2 separate regions of the Mus musculus genome follow, and region 2 is linked to region 1. The links are chromatin contacts, called in public promoter capture Hi-C maps. All regions are on one chromosome and are shown on one strand. Each heading gives the region's core, a stretch centred on a gene start, on an enhancer-like site or on the middle of the called end of the contact. The rest is flanking DNA. Distances are from core to core; before and after follow the strand shown. Region 1 holds the start of Dock7 (dedicator of cytokinesis 7). Region 2 holds the start of E130102H24Rik (RIKEN cDNA E130102H24 gene).

Region 1 (3,086 bases), core at 380-2,879:
TCAGACTCTTTGGCAACTAGTGAGTCATGTATACAAAGAACTATTCAAAGCAAAATGTGCTCAGTCTCTAAGAGAGTACTGAGAAGATGTTTGTCAAGCAGAGATAAAGGCCTACAACATCTGCCTGGGAGCATGAAAGCAGACAAGCCATCCAGAGACTCTGAAGCACCAAGGACAAAGTCAAGTATACCATGGATATTGATAACACCTGCGAGGAAACTGTAGCAGCTAGGTAGGTACCCACTGCAGCCCAGACCCCACACTTAGACCTTGAATTCAGTGCATCTTCACACTATGCTTGCAACTAAGTAACACTGTTCCGGTTGTTTAAGTAATTTGCTCAAGGTCACATGGGGAGGAGGCAGAAAGCAACTGGGTTTCTATCATGAACAATGGAAAGGTCTGGAACAGTGTTACAGCAAAGTTAGACTTGGAGCAGCTGTATCTTTCCCCATGGACTCAAATATTCTGAAAACAGAACCGCAGCTAGCTCACATTTGGGCTCTAGCATACCTGCATTTAAGTACATGTTAAATATATACCCACCTCGAATGGGCTATCCTCACCGTAAACCAGTGTTTTAAAGGCATCCAATCACCTGGTTCAAACCCAGGTTAGGGTACAGACGGGAAGTCCTGGACCCACTTAATGAGTGCTTTCTGTTCTGTATGACTGGGCAAGTGACCAGGCTTCAAGCTGAAGGTTTCGCTATGGTGAGAGACAATCTAACACGCTCCACAAGGATACAGAGGACATTTAGTAACTGCAAATAAGGTATATTAAATTCTTAAAACATTTAGGAGGGAAGGTGTCACAAGAAGCCAAAGGATTTTTCTTAGTTTCACAATTTCAGAACCCAATGCATTAGAACAAGACTGACACAGGTTCTATTTATAGAACATCAAAAGGATGGAAAACAGTTCATCTGATGGATATGCATGTACGCATACATATGAAATGAGAATGCCAGAGTAACTGTAAAGGACTCACAAGAGAATTCTTTACAGGGATAACTGTTCTTGGAGAAAAGGGCCTGGGCTCTGGGTCTCACGTTCACGGGAGGAGCTTGCCATGTGTGACCAAGGGCAAGTCACAGCTTCTCTGAGACAATTTTTTTCTCTCTAAAATGGAGCTAAATCTACTTCAAAGAGCTGTTGTGGAGATTAAGTAAGATCATGCGTGTAAGCTTGGCCATGCACCACAAATCAGCGATTATCACACCACCTTTGTGGGAGAGTTCTTTCTACAAAGAAGAGCCATTGTTTCTCCAGCTAGACCCCACTCACGAGGTCGGGGCGTGCAAGAAAGGTGCTTTAAACTGCCTGGAGTCAGGAGCTGCAGGAACCAAGCCGCAAGGCCCTTTCCATTTCCTAACCTTCCCTTTGGGGAAAGCACAGCCCCGCGCGCGTTCGGCGGCTACGGTCACGGCCCCGTCGTGGGTCTTCCCGGTCGTGGCGGCAGGGCAGCGAGGGCTCGCGGCCCGGTTCCACACCCGGCGTCGCATCAGCTCCCGCGGGCTCCGGCGGCCTTCCAGCCCGGCCTCCAGCCGGGATTGGCGCGCGAGGCGAAGGGGGGTGGCGGGGGCGGGGGCAGAGAGAGGTTCCTCGTGCGCGCCTCCTCGGCGCATTACGGTACCCTGGTTCCGCGCTCCAGCGGCCGGCCCAGCCTCGCGGTGGGGTCCGGAGAGCCGACGGGCGAGCGCGCGGGAGGGAGCGCGAACGGGAGCGCGAGGAGGAGGAGGCCGCCCAGCCCCGCGTCCAGCCCCGCGTCCAGCCCCGCGCCGCCGCAGCCATGGCGGAGCGCCGCGCCTTCGCTCAGAAGATCAGCAGGTACGCGGCGGGGAGCCCGGCCGGGCCCCCGGGGTGCGAGGGTGGGTGTGGCGCGGCCCACGGGCCTTGCCGCGCGGTCCCGGGCCTGCAGTCCGCGCCCCGCCAGGCCCGCAGGGCGTGCGGCAGCTCGGCGGTTCTTTGTGTCCGCAGTCGCGTCCTCCCCGGCGCTCCACGCCCACGCCCCGGCTCCGGGCGCCCCAACAAAAGGAACTGGCGTGGAGGCCACGGCGCTCACGCACCCGTCGCCACCGCTGACAGCACCCCGGACGCCCCGCCCGCCCCAGCGGCTCCGCACCCACGCCTGCACAGGCACACTGAGGCCGCAGTGCAAAGTTATGGGCTGCGGGACATGGGAGCACCCCACTTACCCGTGGGCTCGGTGGGCGTTCTTTCTCTGGCCCCAGAGGAAGATGGATGACCCGACCCGCACTGGGCTTTATGCGTGGGCCTAGGAGTAAACCACCCACCGAGGATAAGGTTCCCCAGCAGTTTACCTCCCTGTCCAGATAAAAAAATGGAAGGATGTTTGTAGAATTTAGCTATGGGATGTACTTATGGATAAGGAACTAGGCATTGTTTGTTTGTTGTCTCATTAAAGCCTTATTTCTGCGACTTAGGCTTAAAGAAAGGCAACATTCAGATGAAATTTTGTGATGGCTGTATATATTTCTGTGGTTCTGAATCTTTTTAGCTTGTTGATATTTGTAGAAGGTTTTTGGATATGTTGGAGAAAAGCTTTTATTAGTTTCCGGACCCCCACAATGTTAAGGCTTTTGGGACACTTTTTTTTTTTTCCCATTTAAAACTAACATCTCATTGCATCTCTGTCTTTGGCTAAGATCAGATGTAAATGAACCCTTTTTGAGTTTTAAAATATGTATTTCATATTCTTCTTAAATAAGTTCTTAGGAATATGGGTGCTACTGGTAGACTAAGATAAATTACAATACTGAGTGTTTTTAAAATCGGGACCTTCACCAGGTTGTTGAAATTCTCTTGCATGTTAGTTGTCTCATCTGAAAAATGGTAATAATGGTATCTAGCTTATTGGGTTGTCGTGAATTTTAAATGGTCATTTTTTTTATAAAGCACTTAATAGTGCATTGTCCATATTATCATTGAACATTTGTAATTGGGATTGGAAAGTATGAGTTTTTGTTTTGGGGTCTTAAGGCATGCCATTAAAGGACACATTTTGTACAATTCTTTTAAATAGATCTTAGAGTTTATATCTCATAAAGTAAGTACACCCTTGAG
Region 2 (3,086 bases), core at 365-2,864, 2.2 Mb before region 1:
AAAGAAGCTGTGTTCACACACATATTTGAGTCAACACTCAAGAAAGGTGCCGGAAGAGGTCATGAACCCCCGCAGCAGTCCTGTGGGGTTAGCAGTTCTGAGTTATCCATCTTTAAGTTCTAGGCACAGGAATGTTACAAAACGGAACTACAGCTGCACGGTGCTAGGCTCTACTTTACCCCCTCAGCTGTCTCTCGGTCCAAACAAACTGGGGTCTAACACGGTATTTAGCTTAGACCTACCCTGTGTCTCTCACCTGTAAGTGGTAGCGCCCTAGTCAACGCTAAGGTCCACTTCTGCTTTCAATCATACGAGAGGCACGCAGAAGAGAAACAAAAGTGAAAGCTCTTGAAGGAACACACACAAGTAACCGAAAGCACCAAACTCTGTCACTGAGACCTGGCAGAGTTCCAGACATTTATCCTTTCAGCAACCGTGAACTCTGGGCACCTATCACGTCCTGTGAATGTGAATTAACACGGTAGAACACGAATCGGCCCAAAGCTCTGCAGCAGTCTTCTCAACCCTTCCTAGCACTGAACCTTTTATTTAAATTTCTACCTCAATAAATCCAGCCACGATGCACGCCCTCGCCCAACCAAACCAAACCAAACCAAAAAGCCCGCAACGCCACAAACCATCCCTAAGCTGTGCGTCCAGCTTTAGGAAAAGAGAAAAGGAAGCAGAAAGAAAATCTGAACTGGTCTGATTCCCCCTGCCCTCGCCATGTGGGGGTCCTCGGAGCGAACTGTTTTACAACTTAGAAAATGCAGCGGTCTTCCGATTCTGTTATTTGAATGGACCACTGAGCCACTGGAGCCAGGCAAGGGCAGGCAGCCGGGTACCCAGCAGAAGGATGGAGCACAAGGCCCGCACAACCAGGATCCGCGGACCCTGATGATGGGAGGATGCTTGGAGCACCCCAGCCTCCGGCTCCTGGGCACGGAGAGACCGGCGCGCACGCGCGCACACGCACCACGTCCTTCGCCTGGAGTTGTGTCTCGTCTCCCTTTTGTTTTTCTCCCTTCCCGGTCATGAGACCCGGAAGTTTTTTTTTTTTTTTTTTTTCCTTCAATCCTGTCTCTCTCCCTTTTCCACCCCCCCCCCCCCTTCCCCAATCTATCACATGGCAAAGCTAGAATAAAAACAGAAAAATGGCGACGGTCACGTTGTGGCGAGCCTTGCTGCGTCATTAGATAATCCTCATGCAAATAGCGGGATGAACAAAGAAAGGGGGGCTCGGGACCCCCGAGGGCGCAGGTGGGTGCGGGGTGCGCGCGGCCGCGGGGGCGGCGTCCGTGTGCGCGCTCCGGGTGCTGCGCTCTCGGCCCCGGGCTGGCGGCGCGCCCTGGCCGGCCCGCGGGGCGCAGAGAGCGGCTGTGCGGCGCGCGCACGGCGCTCGCACCCGGGCCGGCCCCGTATCCCGGAGCCCGGAGACGACGGCGGGGGCGGAGGCTGCTGTTGGACGCCTTTGGGCGCTCGGCGCCAGCTCCGGTAGGCGGCGGACCGCGCGGGGCGGCAGCTCGGGGCCAGGCCCGGAGCTGTGGCGCACTCGCTTTTCCCCCCACCCCCGCCCGGTGGCTGGGCGCTGGCGCGGTTCCCTCGCCGTCCCGCGGCCGCTGGAAATAGAGCCGGGATGTTGTTTACATGACGGATCCGGCGGGAGGAGTCTGCGAGGAGGAGGCGGAGAGAGGAAGAGCGGAGTCCCCGCGGCGGCGGTGGCGGGCCGGGGTGCGGGCGAGCGCCGCGCGGTCCCCGAAGCCTGGACACGGGAGCCTAGGGTAGGCAGGCGGGGGCGCGGGCTGCGGGAAGGCTGTCAGAGTGGGCTTTGCGGTACCTAGCCTGTCACGCAGACTCTTGGGGGGCAGGGGGAAGGAAAATGGAGAGAGGTTGGGAGAACCTCTGTTTCCCCTTACGTTTGGGAACGCCCCCCCTCTTATCCCCCACTCTTTCCCGCTTCTCCCTGGACTCACCTGTTTGTTTCCACCGCTCAGGGCTCTGGGTTTTTGTTTGTTTGCTTGTTTGTTTTAAACGTGCGCCAGAGGGGCTGGGCTTATTACTATTATTTGCGAAATTATTGGGAAGGCGAGAGGGTGTTGCTGTAATCGATCCTAGTCCAGGTCGGTTTTCAGGAGGGGGAGGGGACTTGGCGAAGACCCCGGCTCCTGGCCGCAGCTGACCCCGGGGCTCCTCCCCGCCTTCCCGGTGAGGAATCCTTTCCCTTGCCCCGCGAAGCCAGCTGCCACCTTCCTGGAGAAAGACCACACCTATGCTTCTTCCCGCTTTGGAGGCGAGGTGAGCTAAGAAGCCAGACAGTGCCCTGCCCACCAGAGCTTGGCCAGACCTCGACACCCCAGAATTGGTAAAAGGCGCTTCTTTTCACCTGCTGATAGCGTTGGTACGTCAGCCCTCTCTAGTCCCCAGAAGTTGCAATTCACAGTTTACGTTAAAATTTGTCTCTTTCTTCACCCTTCTTCCCACCGGCAATGAACTGTTGAGTTTAAGTTGAAAAAGAGAGGTGTCTCCCGCCCTGCCCCTAGTGAGGGTTTTTTTTTTTTTTAATTCCACAGTAGGTCTTCCACTCAGACCTGCACTTCTCCGGTCTCCTCTATCTCCCACTAAACTTAGCCCAGAGCCAGGCCTAAGCTTTTATTCCCTGTGGGCCGCACCCTGGCCCCTTGCCTTTCTACCGAGCCAAATGCTTCTCAAAGCAGAAGGCACACCCAGCCCCAAGTCTCTTCCAAGAGGGAGGGAAGAAGAAAGGATTTGGGGGGGGGTGTCCTCAAGTTCCGGTTTCCAAAACCCCCGTAGCATTCTCCTCCCGGAGCCTCCTGAATTCTTCCTAACAGCTGTTTTCTGCAGTGCCTTTTGCTCCTCCTGGCCTTATATTGGAGAGAGTGGATGGGGAGAGATAGCCACCCCCACCCCTTTCCTAGAACTAGGCAATTTTTTTCTCTGTCTTTTCATTTATTATGTTTGGAATATAAAATATGCAAGTGTGATTGCCTGTTATTAGAGTTGATTTTCTTCCTGGCTAGTGACTAACTGGGACTCCAGAGGGAAGGAGAGGTGAGGGATGGTGAGAG

The links. Promoter capture Hi-C pulls out the DNA fragments that hold promoters and counts their contacts.
Region 2: a contact with region 1 is called in a promoter capture Hi-C map of cranial neural crest. The contact joins the promoter of E130102H24Rik here to the promoter of Dock7 in region 1.

What each region holds. Positions count from the first base shown.
Region 1 is chr4:99,119,468-99,122,553 of GRCm38.p6, reverse strand. Dock7 (dedicator of cytokinesis 7) reads left to right here and starts at 1,629. Exons shown (of 50, transcript NM_001369286.1): 1 at 1,629-1,829. The coding sequence starts at 1,792.
Region 2 is chr4:101,354,776-101,357,861 of GRCm38.p6, reverse strand. It overlaps E130102H24Rik (RIKEN cDNA E130102H24 gene), which reads left to right and starts at 1,614. Exons shown (of 2, transcript NR_040708.1): 1 at 1,614-1,781. All of the region lies in intron 1 of 0610043K17Rik (RIKEN cDNA 0610043K17 gene), which reads right to left.